3 separate regions of the Sus scrofa genome follow, and all the other regions are linked to region 2. The links are chromatin contacts, called in public Hi-C and HiChIP or PLAC-seq maps. All regions are on one chromosome and are shown on one strand. The core of a region is the stretch at or near the end of the contact, and the rest is flanking DNA. Distances in the headings are between cores, read along the strand shown.

Region 1 (3,646 bases), core at 212-2,711, 160 kb after region 2:
GTGTAGGTTGCAGACGCGGCTCGGATCCCGCGTTGCTGTGGCCCTGGCGTAGGCCGGTGGCTACAGCTCCGATTAGACCCCTAGCCTGGGAACCTCCATATGCCGCGGGAGCGGCCCAAGATATAGCAACAACAGCAACAACAACATCAACAACAACAGACAAAAAGACAAAAGACAAAAAAAAAAAAATCTCATCATTTCTAACAGCTAAAATGTATGATCCATATTTATAGTAATTCACAAATAATTACAATTAAATAACTCCTTGTAAAATTCAGTCAAAGTCAGATGCTTTAGAAGGACATACTCAAACTACTCTAAGGGAGTTAAGGCAGTCTTTTCTCAATAAATGTGAGATTTTCTTAGACTGTTTATTAAAGCAATGTCACTCCATGTACACAATCACACCCACACACACCCCCACACCCCCCACACTCCTGCTCCAGATTAACTCATATAGATAATGCCAACTAGGTCAAATCTTGCTTCCACAAACTCAATTATACTGCCTTCCAAAGCAAAGATTACGAAAATGAGCCAATAATAACACTTTCCAATTATTTCTCCATCAGTATAAATAATGAGAACCGCTAGGTGGTATCTGCAGTATATATGACGTGTCACTACATTCTGTGAAAGTAACTGTAATTGGGCATTTCCCTTAGCAACTGGCTATATTAAATAGCCTCACAAATATCTGATAATTTCTCACACTTTATAACTTAATTGTAGAAAGTAGCCACAGAAAAGCTGATAAAATTAAAGTAATCTTAATAACCTATGACCTTTTACTCTTAAATATTTTAGGGAAATGAGTGAGGGTAGGCCTCTGGGTATTTTATGAGAAATAGCAGGCTAACAACTCAGCAAAGTGAAAAAAGTCAGGTCCCACTTGAATTCTACATAGTACCAAAAAATAACAAATTTGATGAAAGGAAACAAAATTAACTCCTCTTTGCTTTAAAAAAAAAAAAGGAAATGATAAAAGTTACATTTCTCCTTTTTTTTAGCAGATAAGGGAGTACTTTCTGATTACAAAGCTACATGGCACAAAAGTGATACATTTCTGCTTAGAGTTTAAGACAAACGCTTCTTAAATAATATTAAATAATTTACGTATTTTTCCATTTAGCTCTTTTCTTCGCTCTTAGATACTGTGGGGAGCACCAAAACGGCTTCCAACGACGCCAGCCCCTGGGACACACATCCTTGTCCAGTCCTCTCTCCCTGAGAGTGGACTGGACCTAACGACCCCCTCCCTGTGAACACAGCAGGCAAAAGTGATGGGGTGCCGTTGCCAGGATTTTATGACAAAAACAAAAGGCTCACATGGGAAGAACTAAAGTAGGCTGCTGGCCGAGAGCCAACATGAGGAACTGAGACCTCTGGCCCAAGAACCCTGAGGAAGTGCTGCCAAGAACCACGTGAGTGAAGTGGAGGCAGGGTCTCCCCTAGGGCTTTTGGGTGAGACCGCAGCGCTGGTGGACATGTCGGGGTGCAGCTTGGTAGGATAAGAGGCCCTGAGCCAGAGGAACCGCTCGGATTCTTGATTACAAAACTTCTGAAATAAGGGTTCTGTTTGAAGTCACTAAGTTTTGGGATAAACTGTGCGGCAGTGCTACGGCTTCAACCGTGTCCTCCTCCCAATTCCTATGTTGAAGTCCTAACCCCCAGCCCCGCAGAATGTGACCTTATTTGGAGACATGCTCTTTACAGAGGTAATCAAGTTATTTGGGGGGGGGGGGTGTTGTCTTTTTAGAGCCACCCCCACAACATACCAAAGTTCCCAGGCTAGGGGTTGAAATGTAGCTGCTGGCCTACACCACAGCCACAGCAAGGCCAGAGTCTTAACCCACCAGGAAAGGCCAGGGATCGAACCTGTGTCCTCAGGGATCCTAGTCAGGTTCATTTCCGCTAAGCCACAATGGGAACTACCAGAGGTAATCAAGTTAAACTGAGGTGATTAGGTTGCACCCTAATCCAGTATGGCTGGTACCTTTACAAAACGGGGAAATGTGAACAAAGAGACAGACACAGAGGGACAGCGACAAGAAGAGCCACGGAGGACAGACGGCCATGCAGGGGCCAAGAGGCCTGGACAGATCCTCCTCACAGATCCCAGGAGCAACCAATCCTGCAGACACCTCAGCTTCCGACTTCGGACCTGCAGGCTCTGAGACAATAAATTTCTGTTGTCTAAGCCACTCAGTCTGTGGTAATCTGTTAGGGCCCCCTTGACAAATCAACACACGTAGCAACAGAGAACTAATACACATACTGAACTCAAAATAAGTTTTATTGGCAGTACCAAAATTAGCCTCGATGCAGGAGAGCAGATGGTCAAAGCTTTACGACTTCATTCTGAAAAAATTTTCATATCAGAAAATCTTAGACCATAAAGCCACAGATATTTTTTTTTTTTTTAAGTAAGCTGGGACTCTTGCAATCATATAATCTAATAGACGCATTTCAAAAATTGATGCTGCTGCTGATGTGCCACGGACTGTTCTGAACAGACTAAACATATGTTAATTCCTCACAGGAAATCTCTGAGGTACCACTATCAACTCCTCTTTGAAGATGAAGAAGCGGATGTCCAGGAGTTAAGGTCCTGCAGCTGGTAAGCAGGCAGGATTCAGCGAACTGAGGTCCACAGAGAGAAAGTGACTTACCCAAAATCATGGTTAGAAGCTGAGATGGGACCAAATCTAATGGCTCTTTCTCCTACCTTCAAATCTTTTCTCAAAAGTTAAGTAGAAAGGCTTTTCTTTTACTTGCTATGGTCAATCTCTGTAACACTTCTGGTACAATCTCTGTAACACTTCCAACTATATACTGCCCTCCTCTTCTAACTACACAAACGGTTACTCACTTTCTTCCACTCCCTGCCTTTTAATTCCTACTGCTTTTCTTGCATCTATGTGCATCATTTTTACATACTGGAACACAAGATTTCACTATGGCACAGTTTGGAAATACAGCTTTAGCTTAGCAATTGATCCAATTAAAATACAGATACACCGGGATGGAGTCGTTCTATTATTAGCTGCCCGCATTCTAACGGGAATAAGTCAGATCCTTTTCAGGGATAGGCTTTGAAACAGAGGGCAAGATGGCCAATGCCACGTTTTAGGATGATCTTGTCCTAAGCTGCAGCTCGTCCAGGGAATCAGAGTCTTTTCAGGAATACTGGGGATTCGGTACCTAGGAGTAAGCCTCTCTCTGGGAGTCTGAATTACTCGGTATCAAGTGTGCGTGACGGTGGCCACCTTGCTGCCCACAACAAAAAATGGAACCGTGACGAGAGCCAAGCCCAGAGAGTGAGGCAGATGTGCAGGAGAGGCTGAGAGAAAGCTGACCGCGTTTGGTTCCTGGGCTCTCCTGGCACAGCCCAGCTGCATTTCTGTCCCTTGGATCCTTAGGTGTGCCCGAGGCACACCCAAAAGTCTGATAACTTCCCCTTCCTGTTTAAGCTAATGTGCACTGAATCACATGCAATCAACAGAGAAAGAGGGTCAAAAAGGTGCCTGCTCTAACGCTAAGGAACATCATGCAAAGACTAGTAACCTCACGTAAAAAAACTTTTTAAAAAAACGAGGCAAACAGATCAGTCCACGTAGTACTACGACTACAAATAAAAGAACTG
Region 2 (3,654 bases), core at 203-2,702:
GAAGTCAAGTGTCATAGAATTTCACATAAAGATGGGGCATAATGGTTGCACCTAAGGGCTGATCCATTTTTGCATATTTAAAGAGAAAAAAGCCCAACTAAATAATCAAAACAAAACAACAAAACTAGTGCCAATTTTGAGTCAACAGAGAAACGAAAGAAGGACGGGAAGACAGATTCCAAGATACTGATAAGGAAAAAACAGAGATATTACTAAAAGCCTATTATTACCAAAAATGTGGATTTTGCAATTATAAATAACCCATGGCATTAAGGTCACGTGCTATACGTGTCTTTCTCCTAAAGGTCCCCACAACTGTAAAATGTGTATTTTACCTTCGAACATGAAGAAAAATTAGGAGGAAGAACGTACTTTATTCTAGGCTCTAGAGTAAGTGGTAGAAATAAGAAGAAACATAATGAAATTCTGAAGTACTACAGAGGAATAACTGGCCTTGGGTTTGTTTCAAAGGACAAAAGACGTATCTATACCATATATGACTACAATCTAGTAACTTTTTACTTAAGTTGGCACAAAATATGAAAAATACCAGCTGAACAAAATACAAAAAACTAAATAGGACAAATATACATTTCATGCCTTATAAAGATAACCAGTCCTGTAATTAATTTATAAAGGCTCAATCCAGGACCTGGCTCATTCCTGGGACAAATGAAGCGGAAATCAATTCGGTCTGACTTGATTTTCTGTAACCAAGCCGCGTAACTACATAGCTATCATCACACGTCATAAGAACCGGATCAACAACTACCTGGGGAGGGACGTCACCAACGAGGGACTCAGAAGAGGGCGGTAAATGAAAACAGGAAACCGAAGGAGTTCACTGTGATTTCGGGGACAGCAGAGGGAGCGTGTGGGGAGTCAGACACCAGACAGTGGTGTAAGGGGTGAAGCAGAAAGCGATGAACCTGTAACTTGGTCAGAAGCTTCAAAGATGGGCCAAACAAAACAGAACAAAACAAAACAAAATCTGCTAACCCTCGGCGCGGACTAATTCCAGTTTTGACACCTTCCTCCCCGTTTCCTACCATCTCCGAGTAAGGGCGGATGTTGGAGGGGAAGACGGTGGCCGCTAATGCGCACAGGAAGTCTGGACTCATCCACATGGAGGCCAGGTCTGGGACGTTGTGATACAAGTATCTGAAGAACTGCATCAGGGTCACGGGATATTCTCGCAGCCAAGATCCCTCCTCTTCGGACTGCCAAGGCTGCGCGGGGACAAGGGGGAAATGACGCGTTAGAGAAGCGGACATGGCTGCCAGGTACCCACTGCTCTCCCACACCAGACACGATGCTGGTCCAGCGCGCTCACAGGCCACACACGGGAGCAAACACGCGGGCCAGCAAACTTAGGAGCAAGCTAGAACAAAGGCGATGGCCCAGAAACTGAGAGGAAGTTTGCCCAGCGCCTCGAGTGCTCGCAGCTCAGGAACTGGAGGGAGTGGTTTTGATGACGCATCATTATCCACAAGAATAGGGCTGGTGCCAGCAGGGGCTGTCTTACCCTCAAAGCTCCCCCACTGCTCATCGTGCCAGAGAGTAGGGAGTAAAATAAAAACCGGGAAATTACTTCCCCTTGCTGAACCTCACACTGTACTACGCAGAATGATGAGAAAAATACTCTTACTAGCTATGCAACTGTGATGCTGCGACTTACAATGAGGAACATATATTTAGCCTCTGTCCCATTTCTGGCACAGAGATCCGAAAACCTCTGGCACTTCCTAAGCGGTAAGAGCTGCGAATGTCTTTTTGCTGATCATAACCAGGGCCTTTCAACCACACCTGAGTTTATGTTGACGAGGTGACTTCTGAAAAGTATCTAAGAATGGAGACTGGCCGGGGGAACCAATCCTGGGACCAGAAGGTTGGCAGTTAACCTAACCTGCTCGCCCACAAGCTCCAGGGAGGAAAGAGTTCAATCACCAGTGACCAAGGATTTCATCGGTCATGCCTCGGGCGTGAAGCCGCCGTAAAAATCAGAGCACAGGGTTGAGAGGGCTTCTGGACTGGTGGACACGTGGCCGTGCTGGGAGGTTGGCGGGACAGGGTGGGCATGGAAGCCCCAGGCCCCTTCTCACCCTGCCCTCTGCCTCTCTCCCATCTGGCTGTTCCTGAGCAACATCTTTTTATAAATAACTGGTCATCTAGGAAGTAAAACCTCCTCCTGAGTCACAGGAACCTCCAGTTTATAACTGAAGGATCAGAAGCTCAGGTGACAACGTGGACTTGTGACTGACATCTGAAGGCAGGGTGGCGGGTTGGGGGGCGGTTTGTGTGACTGAGCCCTTCATCTATGGAAGGAGATGCCATTTCCAGGTAGATAGCGGCAGAACTGAATTGAATCTGGAACACCCAGCTAGTGTGCCAAAACCTCCCACATATGTGGTGACCAGAAGTGTCAGAAGTAGGGCAGTGTTACAGTAGAATATTGAATAAAGGAGACACACAGGAGCTGTGTTTCCTTAAAAACAATTCAGGGAGTTCCCATCGTGGCGCAGTGGAAACGAATCTGACTAGAATCCAGGAGGATCCAGGTTCGATCCCTGGCCTCGCTCAGTGGGATTAAGGACTTGCAGCTGCCGTGAGCTGTGGTGTAAGTCGCAGATGAGGCTCAGATCCTGAGTTGCTGTGGCTGTGGCGTAGGCCAGTGGCTTCAGCTCGGATTAGACCCCTAGCCTGGGAACCTCCATGTGCCACAGGTCCAGCCCTAAAAAGACAGAAACAAAAACAAAAAAAAAAAAAAACAAACAAACCCCAATTCAATAATGACGATAAAACAAGTAAGAAGAAAAAAAAAATATATATATATATATATATCTGAACAGTACTTGCTCAGAAAAAGAGAGTGGCTTTTCTTCAGCTTAGATTTTTATAACTGTTTATGAATAAAAAGCAAAAAAAAATTTCTAGAGCATTCTAAATCAATACATGTAAAAGTCACGCTCTTTTCTTAGACGGCATACCAACAGCTGGGAGTAAATCGTACTTGTCAGGTACTCGCAAGCCAAAGAGCCTAGTTAATGATTCCTCTTACAACGTGATCCTACATTGGGTGACCAGACTAAGTCATTATTCACGGTATTCCTGTAAGAGAGAATACCCTTTCAATTGTTCCTAAGTTAGAAATAATTAACATAGAAAACAAAGAAACAAATACAAAATAAAACTTGCACAGATAACATCTGAAACCTCGAGATCCACTTACTCTATACCAGGCACTATTGTTAAGCGCTTTGTGTCTACACCAATGCATGAATCTGGACCACAGTCCTAAGAGATACATTCTATTTATTACCCCCCACATTTTATACATGAGAACACTGAGGCCCACGGAGATTTTCATGTCTGAAGTACCAGGGCTGGGGTCTGAACCCAACTCCTGAGACCAGGGTCCCAAGAACGGCGCGGTCTGCCCTTACACAACAGATAACAGAACAGTGGCTGAGGCTCCAGGCACCGGGCGGTAAACACTTGTGTTACCCAAGGATCCCTCCGTCCCAGGCGGGAGGACGGACGGAGGACACTCACTGAGTGCAGCATGCTGCGGAGCATCCCCAGCAGTAAAAAGGCAGCTTCTGTGCAGACGTTGTGGATGGACGAGACCACGGTGCCACTGGAGGCGGGAACTCC
Region 3 (3,497 bases), core at 83-2,582, 200 kb after region 2:
TTAAATATATTTTTTTAAAAAAACATACCAAACTAATTTCTATGCTTAGAGTTTATTAAAGTTTTATTTTTCTTCTTAAGCAAGACATATTTTTCTAAACCTATGCACTACTACCATATCTAGTTGCTGGGTTTTTTTTAATCAACATATTACTGGGTCTGTCTTGTGTTATTTGTTACACCGTCTGATGGTGGAAACTGTTCCAAACCTGCTATCAAAGAATTCCAACCTGCAAATATTCTGCTATCTAGACGCAAAACGTTTTCTCTTTTTTAATTGTTTGGTTTTCAGACTACAATAACCACTTGGCACTAACCAACTCAAGCCGTTACGGGAAAAAAAAAAAAAAAAAAAAAAAAAACACAAAACAGTTTTTTGTAAAAGCATTAACACCATTTTCCCACAGGAAACAATCATTTTTTAAGGCACTGGAAGTCGAAGCAAGGGTTCCCATACATAGTAAACATCCTTTCAATTGGTTTTATCAGATAATTTCCGTGAAAGGGAGACCTTATGAGAAATCTCACAATTCGATAGTAAAAAAAAAAATCAAGAAACGCTACACCTGAGGATCAAACCCCGGACCGAATGGCTTTTGGTCGGAAAGGTCACATCTGCTGTTTACACCCCCGGTAACCGTGAATGCTTGCGAGGCCACCACATCCTCGTGCAAGGGAATAAAAGAGCAAACACTCTCCGCAGGAGCATCTCTGGGTTGCTTCCACAAACCCAGGTTTCCAGCGCAGGGCGTGGGGCGGGGGGGGAAGCAGGGCTCGGGAATCAGCCCGGGGAGGCCCGCAGCCGCGGAGACAGCGCCCGAGGGATGGAGGCCTCGCTCGGCTGCGCCGCGGGCGGGGGGCTCTGGGACCCGAGACCCCGCGGGGTCTGGCGGAGAGGCCCGCACGGGACCCTGATGCCCGGATCGCCTGGTTACGCCCCCACTGCTCGCAGCAGGAGGGAGCGTCCGGCCCTCCGCTCCCCCACCCCCCGAAACACCCCAGCGTCGCTCCCCATCGCCCGCAGCCCTTGACCCTGACCCCGACCCGACCGCGACAGCGCCCTCTCCAGGCCGCGGTGGAGGACACAGGCCAGGCCGCCCTCCCCGGAGGCGGCGGCGGCGGCTCCCGGGCAGCGCGGTCCCGGGGGAGGACGGCAGCTGGGCCTCGGCCTGTCCCCAGGGGCAGCGGGCGCAGGGCCGCGAGTGGGCAGCGCCTCCGCCCTGCCCGAACAAAGCGGCCGCGGCGCGCCGGGCGCGGGGCTGGCCGGGGGGCCGGGGGCCGGGGGCCGGGGGCGCGCGGGCCGGGGGCACTCACCGGAGGGCGGGGGGGCGCGGGCGGGCCTGGCCGGGCGGGCGGACCGCGGCCGGCCGGGCTCCACGCCGGGGGCGCGCTGGCCTCGGGGAGGGGGCGGCGGGCGCGGCGTCCACGGCGGGGCCCGGGAGCCCCGCTGCGGGGGCCCGGGCTTCGGGCCGGGATCGATGCTGCGGCCGCGGGGTGCGGGAGCCGGTCGGCCGGGGCCCGGCCGCGGCGCTAGGCGGCCGGAGCAGCGACGCCGCCGCCTCTCCCTTCTCCGGCCCGGCTCCCTGCTCGCCCGCGTCCTCCTCCTCGCTGGGTCCCCGCCGCCGCCGCCGCCTCAGCCTCGGCGCTGCTCGGGCCTCTGCTCTCCATCAAGGCCGGGCCGCCGCGCGGGCAGCATCCCGGCCAGTGCGGGGCTGCCGCCGTCTCCCGCAGCTGTCGGTGGCCATCTTTAATCCTCCTCCTCCTCCTGCCGCTGCTGCTGCTCCTCCCGCTTTCTCCTCCTCCCGCGGGCCGCCTGACTGACTGGCTCTGGATCCTCCTCTTTCCCCGCCCGCTCCTCCTACCGCGCCGGCCGCAGAAATTGCAACCGCTCTTCCTCTTAACCCTCCGGCCTTTCCTTCCTCTTTCCCGACTTCCTTCCCTGCCCTCGGCTTCCCGCTTTCCCCTCTGTCCTACGAGCCGGTCCACCCGCTTCTGCAGGCAGCGGGCGCTCGATGCTCTGAGCCAGAGGCGAGCCCCCGTGCCCTCTTGTCCCTGGCCCGCTTCCCTGCCCGAGGCACACGCCCCGGCTTGCTTCCTTCTGCTGGTCCTGCCCTCAGCTGCTCCCGTTTTCCTCTCGTCCCGCGGTGCTGGGTTCCACTGCCTCCGAAGACTCAGCTGGGAGAACACCTGCGCTCCGCCCTCCTCAAGCCCGCGCCCATTTGCGGGAGGGTCAGACCGCGGTGGAGGGAGCGGGGCTGCTTCAAGTTGCTCCTCCGGCTGGTGTACAGAAGGACTGCCCACGCTCGCGGTTGTACTGCGCACCTTTGAAACTCCTGGCTGGTGTCGTGTTTGGCTCTGACCCGACAAAGAACCGAGGGGTTGAAGAGCCCAGTCTCGGTTGCCTTCTCTCCGTGACCTTGAACTGGCCGCCTTTTTTTTTTTTTTTTTTTCTCCTTCATGTAAATGGCATTATTTATACCTTGGCAGTCCTAACTCACACAGTATCTAGACCCAGTTAGCACGCTTTGGTAACCTAGAACTGCTCAGTGATCCTCAGTTTGCCCCTCTGGTGTTCGTTCCAAATCAACCCAGCGGACAATCGGGAGCATGCTTTAGTTCTGGCAATGGAGGCAAACTGAGTCAGCAGTTACGAGGTGGACTCCCTTAAACAGGCTTAGAGTGGGGAAGTGGTAATATCATCATTCTAATGACAAACATGTTTTCCCTAACGCTGCAATCTACAGAGGTCTGTGGATTTCCTCTAATAAAGATGAAGCAAGCTAGACTTGTTGTTTGCTCCTTTTTAGCCACTTGGTCTTTGGCAAAGGGACCCATTTGTAAGGATTCGCTCATGGAGTGTTTCAAGAGTCAATATTCAGGGCACATTATATGTGATCACTTTGGGGGAAGAATCACAGCTTCCGCCCCTTTGGCACAGTGGCTATTAAAAAAAGGCACCTTGTCCTTTCAGAATAAGATGGCTAGATGTGTTCAGTGGTTATTCCTTTCAATAGGCCAAATCTGGGGAGAAATGTTTTAAAATGTAGTTTTATACTCTACTTCAGAGTGAGTAATTTTTTTAAGTTCAAATGTAAAATTAGGTTATTATAAAAATGTAACAGTTTCAAGTTGTTTGAAAAGAATATGTCAAAACAAACCTAAAGTATATTTTAATTAAAAAAAAAAAAATACTGGTATGCTTTAGGGGGCAGGGAGGTAGGGTTCTAATCTTTCTCTTTGATCCTCACACAGTAACCTGTACCCAGTTAGGTTCCAGATTTGAGTTGCCGTCTTTCAATACCAGTAGTTCTTGCCTTTGAAATCAACAACCTGTATCAACATCTAAAACTCTTTTAAACCCAAATAAAGTCTTTGAGATAGCTCTGTATAATACATTTTAGAATGCATTATCAAAAACAAAGAACCTACAAGGTATGAGGGTGTGTGTGTTCGTATCTGCATGTGTCTGCCTGTGTGCTGGTTTTCTTTTCCGCCTCT

What was found. Hi-C and Micro-C count contacts between places; a contact is called where the count stands out from the background. HiChIP or PLAC-seq counts read pairs in DNA pulled down with a chosen protein or histone mark.
Region 1: an H3K27ac HiChIP or PLAC-seq map of alveolar macrophages shows a contact between it and region 2. The contact joins two enhancer-like sites. A contact is called at or near these places in 1 of 47 Hi-C or Micro-C datasets (epiblast stem cells) and 1 of 2 datasets of contacts at active chromatin or transcription factors (alveolar macrophages).
Region 3: a Hi-C map of retroperitoneal adipose tissue shows a contact between it and region 2, with 3 times the contacts expected there. The contact joins the promoter of WDFY3 here to the enhancer-like site in region 2. A contact is called at or near these places in 4 of 5 promoter capture datasets (fetal liver, fetal skeletal muscle, liver and 1 more), 27 of 47 Hi-C or Micro-C datasets (adipose tissue, alveolar macrophages, blood and 16 more) and 2 of 2 datasets of contacts at active chromatin or transcription factors (alveolar macrophages and skeletal muscle).

The regions. Positions count from the first base shown.
Region 1 is chr8:133,696,911-133,700,556 of Sscrofa11.1, reverse strand. All of the region lies in intron 2 of WDFY3 (WD repeat and FYVE domain-containing protein 3), which reads right to left. Among named protein-coding and RNA genes, the nearest start is that of WDFY3, 33 kb to the right of the region's middle. Within about 2 kb of position 1,461, at least 8 of the 83 cell types and tissues checked have an H3K27ac peak or open chromatin away from gene starts, as enhancers often do. A contact at or near this core is called in alveolar macrophages, where this site is marked.
Region 2 is chr8:133,860,124-133,863,777 of Sscrofa11.1, reverse strand. It overlaps WDFY3 (WD repeat and FYVE domain-containing protein 3), which reads right to left. Exons shown (of 68, transcript XM_021101795.1): 34 at 3,553-3,654; 35 at 1,050-1,229. Among named protein-coding and RNA genes, the nearest start is that of CDS1, 180 kb to the left of the region's middle. Within about 2 kb of position 1,452, at least 14 of the 83 cell types and tissues checked have an H3K27ac peak or open chromatin away from gene starts, as enhancers often do. A contact at or near this core is called in adipose tissue, alveolar macrophages, brain and 3 more, where this site is marked.
Region 3 is chr8:133,663,420-133,666,916 of Sscrofa11.1, reverse strand. WDFY3 (WD repeat and FYVE domain-containing protein 3) reads right to left here and starts at 1,332. Exons shown (of 68, transcript XM_021101795.1): 1 at 1,314-1,332.